Regions from separate parts of the Zea mays genome. Here region 1 is linked to region 2. A link is a contact called in public Hi-C data. All regions are on one chromosome and are shown on one strand. The core of a region is the stretch at or near the end of the contact, and the rest is flanking DNA. Distances in the headings are between cores, read along the strand shown. Region 1 holds the start of LOC103645759 (katanin p80 WD40 repeat-containing subunit B1 homolog). Region 2 holds the start of LOC103645753 (endonuclease MutS2).

Region 1 (4,522 bases), core at 69-2,568, 290 kb before region 2:
TCAGCCAATAGTTTTTCAAGTGAGTTAAGAGTTTTGTTTTCCTACCCAACTGTGGAGCCGCAGTTTACAATCAGTCCATACGTAGAAACAGAACTAGAAAAACAGTCTTACCAGTATTGAATTGGGCTTCCCAATAGCCCAAAGATTGACCTTATGGTCCTCTCCTCCTGTGACAAGAACCCGCGAGGTCTTCCTCCCAATCTTGAGGCAGTTAACATTGGACGAGTGCGCCACAAACTCCTCTACACCAAATGCAAGTCAAGGCATTCCAATGTGTGCGAATTTAACAGCCCAATCTCCCTCGATGACTGATATTATTTGCATCAATGTACCACTTCAGACATTTTCACATACATGCCGGAATGCCAGCAATCGCACTTCTAGGATAATAAACGACAAATCAGTAACGACTACTCGATAATCACCAACAGCTAAATGTGACCTGCCGAATCTCGCAACCACAAAATACCTATTTAACAACTCAACAGAAACAGAAAATTAAGAGTCGGGAGCTCCTTCTCAAACTTGCTGACCCAAATGTTCCCCTCTACTGGTTGAACGACCGCGGCAGCAGCGATGGATCGGTCATACAAAAACCACTATGCAGCAACCCCGACAAGGAATTAAAAAAAGGAAGCGAAATAGCGCAAACGAAGCGACGAGGATACGGAGCTTGTAGGCGCGCTTGGTGTTGGTCGTCATGGCCGTCTACCTCCGCAGCGAATACCGCGCAGCCGGGTCCAATCTCATCTCAGATCACGCCGACGCCACGGCGCCACCAACGGGACCCGCCAGCCCTTCCAGCCCGGATCTCGCGCCGCGCCTGTCACCAGCACGAGGCGGCCGTAAGCCCGTAACACACTCCCGCCAGAGCCTCCCTCCCTCTTCCGGGGAACAAACCCTCCCTCGTTCGCCGCCGCCACTGCCCTGTGGGGGCGGGCGCCGCCGCCGCCGCCGCCGCTCGGAGTGACGCGCAGCGGAGGGGCGCGAGAGCGGAGGGGGGGGGGGGTGGCTGCAGGAGGGAATGTGGCTGCGTTTTCGGGTTTGGTGCGCGGTCGAGATGGATGCAGGACGGGGAGGGGAAACGGAGCTGTCTAGTCTGGTCTCTGGCTGGGGCCGGACAGGGCGCTGTGCGGTGGGGTGGGGAAGGCAGGAGGTGGAAGACGAGAGAGATGAGGGCTTGGTTCGAAAATTTTCGAATTAAAAACAGCTGGGGGTTGGAGCTGAGGAGGGATCGCCGATTAAAAATGGCGCTGCGGCGTTGGGCAGTGGGGGGAGGTGGATCTTGTCTTCAGCTCGTCTCACCTCCCGTTTTGTTATGATAGCATTTTCCAAGTCTGTATTCTCTAACCTTTTTCAACTTGCTTTTCTCCATCTCCTGATAATTATTTTTTTGTTCTGAGTTTAACTGAATTTTTTTGAACACAACAATAATACGTACAGAACCAAATCAAACCAGCGCCCTTCGCTGCCTAATTTATTACAGTTTACTTTAGTTTTTCAATTTGATCGACTAACTTTAAACAAGTTTATAGAAAAGATAACCGAGAACTAAACACACTTTTATTATAAAACAACTGTTCATAATTTACGTCTAGAATACCATAAATAATCCCTATGTCCTAAAATAAAATTCGATTTATATATACTTTATATATGTGTCTATATTCATTGTCATTCATTTTAATACAGACATAAAAGCCAGAGCTAAAACGACTGTTATTTTAAGACGGATGGAGTATTATTGTACAGATTTTCTTGTATAAACTATATTTAATTTATAATAAGTTGTTTTAGGACAAACTTATATTTTGGAACCGAAGAGAGTTGAATCTTTCGCGTGAAGTAATTTGATTTATTCACTAAACACATGACGATGAGTTGTTTGTCGGGTCATTTACACGCTACTAAGATAAGATTGTACGCTATCATGTAGTACAATTAGGCAATCACATCTATCTAAGCGTTTGGTCTAACCAAATAAGGTAGGGAGTAATCAATGGTGGTGACAAATGTCCTGTACTTGGTTGAACTGAACGCAGCGTGCTGGACAGCGGAGGAGGGGTTCACAATGGTTCTAGTTCTTTTGTATAAAACCGATGGAGAAGCAAAATTTTCACCGAGGTGACAGAGCTCGCCGAAACTCTATCAAACGGAGGCTTTAGTTGCATTTATTTTTTTTCACGGAAGTCAACCCTCAACCCACAAGAAATTGCAGGATAGCTACCCTTGTAATTTATATTTATACTCAAATCCAATGACCAATATTATTTAGATAATCTCTCTCACCCACCTTTCTCTCCCGCGACACCTCCTTTCTAACCTCCTCCCCTCCTCCAAGTTCTCCCTCTCACTCGCGCATTGGTGTAGCCACCGTCACCTCCCCACGTCGCCGCCGGCGCCATCGAACCCTTATCTCTACTCTATGAGAAATTTAGCGTTAGCACAGGCTATATACTAGTTAGCTGGTAATTTTTCATGCAATGCACAAAGAGGATGATGTTTTTTAGCGCAAGAAGTGATAGCTAATAATTAATCAATGGCAGCTCCCATCTCGGTGGTGGCTTCATGATTAGGAGTAGTTCAGTTGGCTTGTCGAGGAAACTTGGGATGGCATTGGTGGAACCGAAACGAAAGATCCCATAGGTTTGTCTGCTGGCACGTCTTCTCTTTTTTTTTCTCTCTCTCTGAAAAAATAATTGAAACCACTGCATGGCATAAGACTTTGTTTGCATATTTGTATGTTCATAATAGGGTAATGTATTATGTGCAAACCAAGTTTCTATGTAAATTACGTGCAAACCAACTAACAAAAAATTTTAAAAAAAATCGAAAAAATATAGATATACTTTTTTGCCTACTCTACCACTGTATAAAATTTAAATTTAAATTTACAGATGCGATGCAGAGAGAGAGGAGTGACGGCTACGCTGTGGGGCATGTCTCTTTTAACCTAGCACACGAGCACATTTATCTATAAACATCTGCTAATAGACTTTTTTAACCTAAAATTCAGTTAGCATTTTCGTAAATTATAATGATCACTCGAACATATCATCGACATTTTAGTTCAATTTTAAAAAGTGTAGCCCAAAGGTCTATTTTGAAACGGTGTGGGTATGGACCAGGCGTCGTAGCCTATTCCCGTACTCCCTTCTTGGACCAGAAAAAAAAACGTGGCACAGACTACAGAGGAACTATCGCTAAACAATACTAGTACTGCAGTAACGTATACAGCTGCTTAACTGTATGGACGAGAAGACCGCCGACGACGCGCCTGCCTGCCTATGGTTGGTCGTTGTCACTCCATTTGGACACGGCACCCACCTCTCTTCGTGGCCATTTCGATGTGGTCGCACGGCGGTGTTCTTCTGCTCCTGCTCCGCCGCGCCGAATTCGCACGTGCTATGCCGCCCCGTAGCCGCACACAAAGGCCTCCCGTGTAGTACAGGTAGAGTCTCAGGCTGCCCGCAGCCATGCACTGGGAAGGGCACGCTAAAGTTTTAGCGCAAGGCAATACGCTGCAGCGGGAACTAAAAACGGCACTGGAAACTGCATGCATCGCGGCGGTACGCCACTCCTAGCGCTCGTACGGTGCTGCTCTATCCACTGTGCACGAGGACGGCAGCCGATGCCGCGCCCGCCTGGTTGGACCACGTGGAGGACGTGTAGTGTGTTTCCAGGGATAGGGTTAGATATAGAGTAAATATGAGTGCGGAGAATTGTGGTATAGAGTAAAGAATCTCGCTGACCAGAATAGAATATTCTTTTTAGAGTAAAAATTTAGGGTTGTATGAGTGTGGATAGCCTCAGCGGTTGCTCTTTCTCTCTCTCGGTTTAACACGTGGTATTCATTTGCTGGTGATGCATGCAGCAGTAGCATAGGGGCAGTGCGAGCTGCATGTGCTGTTGTAAAAAAAAAAAAAAAAATTGTCTGCATGCATGTGTGAGCCGGCCGGCTGATACTATCATTGCGGATGTTTTGGTGGGCCTAGGTGGTTCCCACCGGCTGCGCGGAGTCGCTGACAAAAGGGTCGCCTCCGTCCCAGCGCACACTACGCCGCCCGCCCCTTGTACTAGTTTCCAAGAGCTTGGCAATGGCAAGCATTCCATCCGCTTCGTCAGAAAAGAAAACGAAATGGAAAAAGAAAAAGGCGAGCTGTAGCGACCGGCAAGTACAACGACCTCAACGAACCTGCCGCTGCGAAACAGTCTAAGGCCATCTTCAGTAGATCTCTTTATCTCATCTCTATTTCAAACAGAAACAGAAGACATAATTTATGTCTGTATGATTATAAATCGTTTGCGGCGGCGGCGGACGGGAGTGCCAAAGTTGCAAATTTCTCCGTTGCAGGGGCCGAGCAGCTAGCTGCATGCATAATGGAGGCGGGCAGGCAGGCGCCACATGGCTGGCAGCCGATGATTGTTCATGCTAGCTGCGCGGCCGTTCCAGCAAACAACACACATGGCTTAGTGGGTAATCCGGCAAACGAGTCGCTATATAGATACTAGACTAATACGG
Region 2 (3,916 bases), core at 657-3,156:
GAGATCGGTCAATGTAAGCGCTCCACTGGCGATCTTCTAACACCGGATCTTTGTAGCATATTTCAGTACATTTTCCTATGCCTGAGGAGTTGATAATGAGTAAGTCGCTACAGCCTCGAGAAGACGCAATACCATACACACGTTACCAGAGGCAGACAGACACTATGACAGGAGACAAGGATACCTACTGCTAACGATGAATTCTTAATCGACATAGAAACAGAGCAAGCAATTCTGAAATCAAACAATATAGCTCCAAAAATAGCTCAGTCCAGGGGATGACATCAAGTATACTCTGATACTCACACTCGTCCCAGGTGTCGCCGTCCGCGTTGCACCCCTTCTTGCAGAACACCCTCCCTGTAAATGAAAACCAAATGACAGAACCGAGAGGAGAGGAGAAGAGATGACCCGTTAGAGTGGAGCAAAACGACCAAATGATCCCCTTTCGCGGTGGGGGGAAGGTGAACGGAGGCACTGACATGGGATCTGCACGAGGCTCGCGTATTTCTTGGTGCAGCAGCTGCCGCACGGCGGCGTCCAGTCGCCGGAGAACATCCCGGTCAGCCTCCGGCGCCAATCCCTCCCGCGTCTCGCACGGACACGGATCGGTCGGCAGCGGCTGCCGAGGGATGCTGGTTACCGGGCCCCGGTATGGGGGAGGCGAGGGGCAGAAAATAGAGGTGGAGAGGGAGCGGCGGCGGCGCGCTATTCGGTTCGCACGCAGTCAGCTGGTCGGTGCGGAGCAAATTGGGGAGGTGTTTTATTATACTGCAAATAATAAAGAGCAAATTCTGGAGGTGTTTTTTTCAAGGCTCTCTTTGGATAGAGATTTTTGCCATTATAAAACACGACTCGCTCGGCTTCGACGAAACGAAGACGTCGGAAGAGATTCGATGATTTAAAAACCCACACGATGTGCAGACGCTGGTATAGACATGGATTCTCTCTAAGGCGCGCTGGACACAGCTTAATCCTCCGCCGTGAGGATTAGTCTGTGTGAGCATGGCTGTCGTCCGCAACGCCGTCACTGCTCCCGGCGTTGTCGCCCATGAGTTCCTCCTGAAGATCAGCTCTCCTTCTCTCTTCTTCCTTCCCATTCTCTCCAATAGATGCTAGGTGCCGTCCACATTGCAGTGCTGGCTGGGTGGAGATCGGCTAGGAGTACTAGCTGTTGTGACCTATTCTCCCCATTCCCCATCCCCTGCATTGCAGCTGGAGCCGACCGGAAAATGTGCACCAAGATATGTGTATTCCCCAGGAAGAAATTGAAGATCAGTGCTCACAGGCAGCAGTAGAACTGAAGAACGGAGCTCCACCAAGATCTGTGTTTGTTTTAGTGTGCCGGAGGACTAAAACAATATGCTTGTTTCAGTGTATTCCTTGTGTGTGTGAGAAGGTCCGTGTGTGTTTGGTTTCAGTTCTGTGTAGAACAGAAAATGTGCACATGAATTTCAGGTTTGTGTGTGTCCAAACATCAAGTTTGCATGTGTAGAATAGAAAATGTGCACATAAAACTTGATTTTTGAATCTGATTTTGTTCACTAACTGAATGATGTCTACTCTGCGGTTCCTCCCAGTACCGAAGGGAAGAGAGTGGGTAGACTAGAGAAACAGCAGAATGATAAAATCCTGAACTTTCTACTTGCCACAAGCTTTGATGAACCACTTGAATTATAAAACTTAAGCCCCAGAACAAACTCACAAGCAGGGAGGCCTATCACATAAATTATAGGGCTCACAAAGCTGCGGGCACAGTAGAAAACTAAATCTGAAAATGCACGAGTAGCTGACGGCAAAGGTGAAAGAAAGGTCACAATTAGCTGATGGCGTTATCTCTAGCAGCTAAATCTCTGTCTGTCGTATATAAGAGAGAATCCCTGTCCATATCAGCGACTGTGTGGTGACTATGTGTTGTGTGGGTTTCCAAATCGTCGAATTCCTTCTGAGCACTTCCATTTCGTTGAAGCCCACCGTGCCGTGTTTTATAATGTAAAAATCTCCTTTGGATAAGGTCGGTGGGAAGCAGTCCTTCGGTGTGGACCTCCCTCCGTCTCCCGGGCGGAAGCGGAAGTAAGCGAACGGGGCATCCACGTCCGCCATCCATGGCTGCCACAGGTACGCTTGCCCTTCTCCTCCCAGTGACCCTCTCCTCGAGGCCCTCCCACCGCACGCGCGGCTTCATGCAGATCCCACGTCGTCAGCAGCCGCGACGGCTCACAGCGGCGGCCACCGAAGCCTCCTCCTACAACCTACCATCTCGCTCCTCACCGGAGGCGCCGGAGACCAGGCAGATACGCCTGGAGACGGAGTCAGCACTGGAGTGGGGCGGCGTGTGCGAGCGGCTGGCCCACTTCACCGCCACTGCTGCGGGCCGCGCCGCCTGCGAGGGAGGGCGCGTCCCCGTCGGGCGGAGCCGGGAGGAGAGCGAGAGGCTGATCGACCAGACGGCGGCGGCGGTGCTGCTTCCGACGCCGCTCGATTTCGGCGGCGTCGAGGACGTGTCCGCGCTCGTCGCTGCGGCGGTCGCGGGCCGCGCGCTGGCGGTGAGGGAGCTTTGCGCAGTTGGGCGCAGCATCCGTGCCGTGCGGGCAGTGTTCCACCAGTTGAAGAGGCTTGCCGATGAAATGCCGGATGGAAGGTGAGGAATCGCTTTGGTGCTTGCTGATGAATTGGACGGCATTGAAACATGCCATCATCAGGCGTTAGTAGTATCTTTTTGTTTGATCATTGTGACTGTGTATTATGGATAGTCGATATTAGTTTTGTCATAGCTTTGTGGATGGAATGGAAACCATAGTGCTGATAATTCACCGGTTACTGTTCACGTATTCTTACACATTACAAGAGTCTATAAATATTTGTTGGTTCTTATTTTCAGATTCAAAAAAAAAATTCTATTTGTTCTCCTGCAGGTACTCTTCTCTTGTAGATATACTACAAGGTTGTGACTTCTTAACTGAGCTTGTTCAAAGGATAGAGTTTTGCCTTGATTCCACCCTTTCTCTTGTCCTGGATCGGGCAAGCAAAAAACTAGAGATAATCCGCCGAGAAAGGAGGAGGAACATCGAAATGTTAGAATCTCTACTAAAAGATACAGCTGCAAAGATTTTTCTAGCAGGTGGGATTGATAACCCTCTGGTCACCAAGCGCCGTTCTAGGATGTGTGTTGGTGTGAAAGCTTCACACAAGCATTTGATGCCTGGTGGAATCGTTCTAAGTTCCAGTGGCTCTGGCGCAACATACTTTATGGAGCCACAGGATGCTGTTGAGCTCAACAACAGGGAAGTTAAACTCTCAGGAGAGGAGAGAGCAGAGGAACTGGTAGTATTGAGCTTGCTTACCTCAATGATTGCAGACTCCCAACTGAAGATCAGAAATTTGATGGACAATGTTTTGGAATTGGACCTTGCTTGTGCTAGAGGGTCGTATGCCCTATGGACAAACAGTGTCAGACCAACCTTCACTGATAGTTATACCATTAGCCAATCAGACCAGTGCAATGACTATTCAATTTATATTGAGGGCATTCGCCATCCTCTTCTACTTGAACAGTCTCTTATGGCAGAAGAATCAACTACAGAAGCATCTGAAATGCCTGTTCCATTGGACATGTGGGTAAAAAAGAATGCAAGGATAGTTGTGATCTCTGGACCTAACACTGGAGGCAAAACTGCCACTATGAAGACCTTGGGGCTGTCCTCGCTTATGTCAAAAGCTGGTATATTCTTCCCAGCCAAAGGAAGGCCTAGGATTCCATGGTTCGATCAGGTTCTTGCAGATATTGGTGATCACCAGGTAGTCTCTGTCCTTTGATGAGAATTTCGCTAGTCACTTGTGGGACAATAAGCTCATTGATGAAAACTATTTTTTGGATTGAAGTCGCTGGAGCACAGCCTCTCTACATTCAGTGGGC

Evidence for each region. Hi-C and Micro-C count contacts between places; a contact is called where the count stands out from the background.
Region 1: a Hi-C map of tassel shows a contact between it and region 2, with 2.6 times the contacts expected there. The contact joins the promoter of LOC103645759 here to the promoter of LOC103645753 in region 2. A contact is called at or near these places in 2 of 25 Hi-C or Micro-C datasets (leaf and tassel).

Annotation. Positions count from the first base shown.
Region 1 is chr2:1,821,926-1,826,447 of Zm-B73-REFERENCE-NAM-5.0, reverse strand. It overlaps LOC103645759 (katanin p80 WD40 repeat-containing subunit B1 homolog), which reads right to left and starts at 1,318. Exons shown (of 18, transcript XM_008670466.3): 1 at 669-1,318; 2 at 112-242. The coding sequence starts at 702. LOC103645758 (HBS1-like protein) reads right to left here. Exons shown (of 12, transcript XM_008670461.4): 12 at 4,341-4,522.
Region 2 is chr2:1,537,511-1,541,426 of Zm-B73-REFERENCE-NAM-5.0, reverse strand. LOC103645753 (endonuclease MutS2) reads left to right here and starts at 1,906. Exons shown (of 7, transcript XM_008670455.4): 1 at 1,906-2,118; 2 at 2,190-2,365; 3 at 2,367-2,641; 4 at 2,916-3,798; 5 at 3,883-3,916. The coding sequence starts at 2,106. It overlaps LOC103645754, which reads right to left and starts at 715. Exons shown (of 5, transcript NM_001301489.1): 1 at 483-715; 2 at 307-360; 3 at 1-81. The coding sequence starts at 558.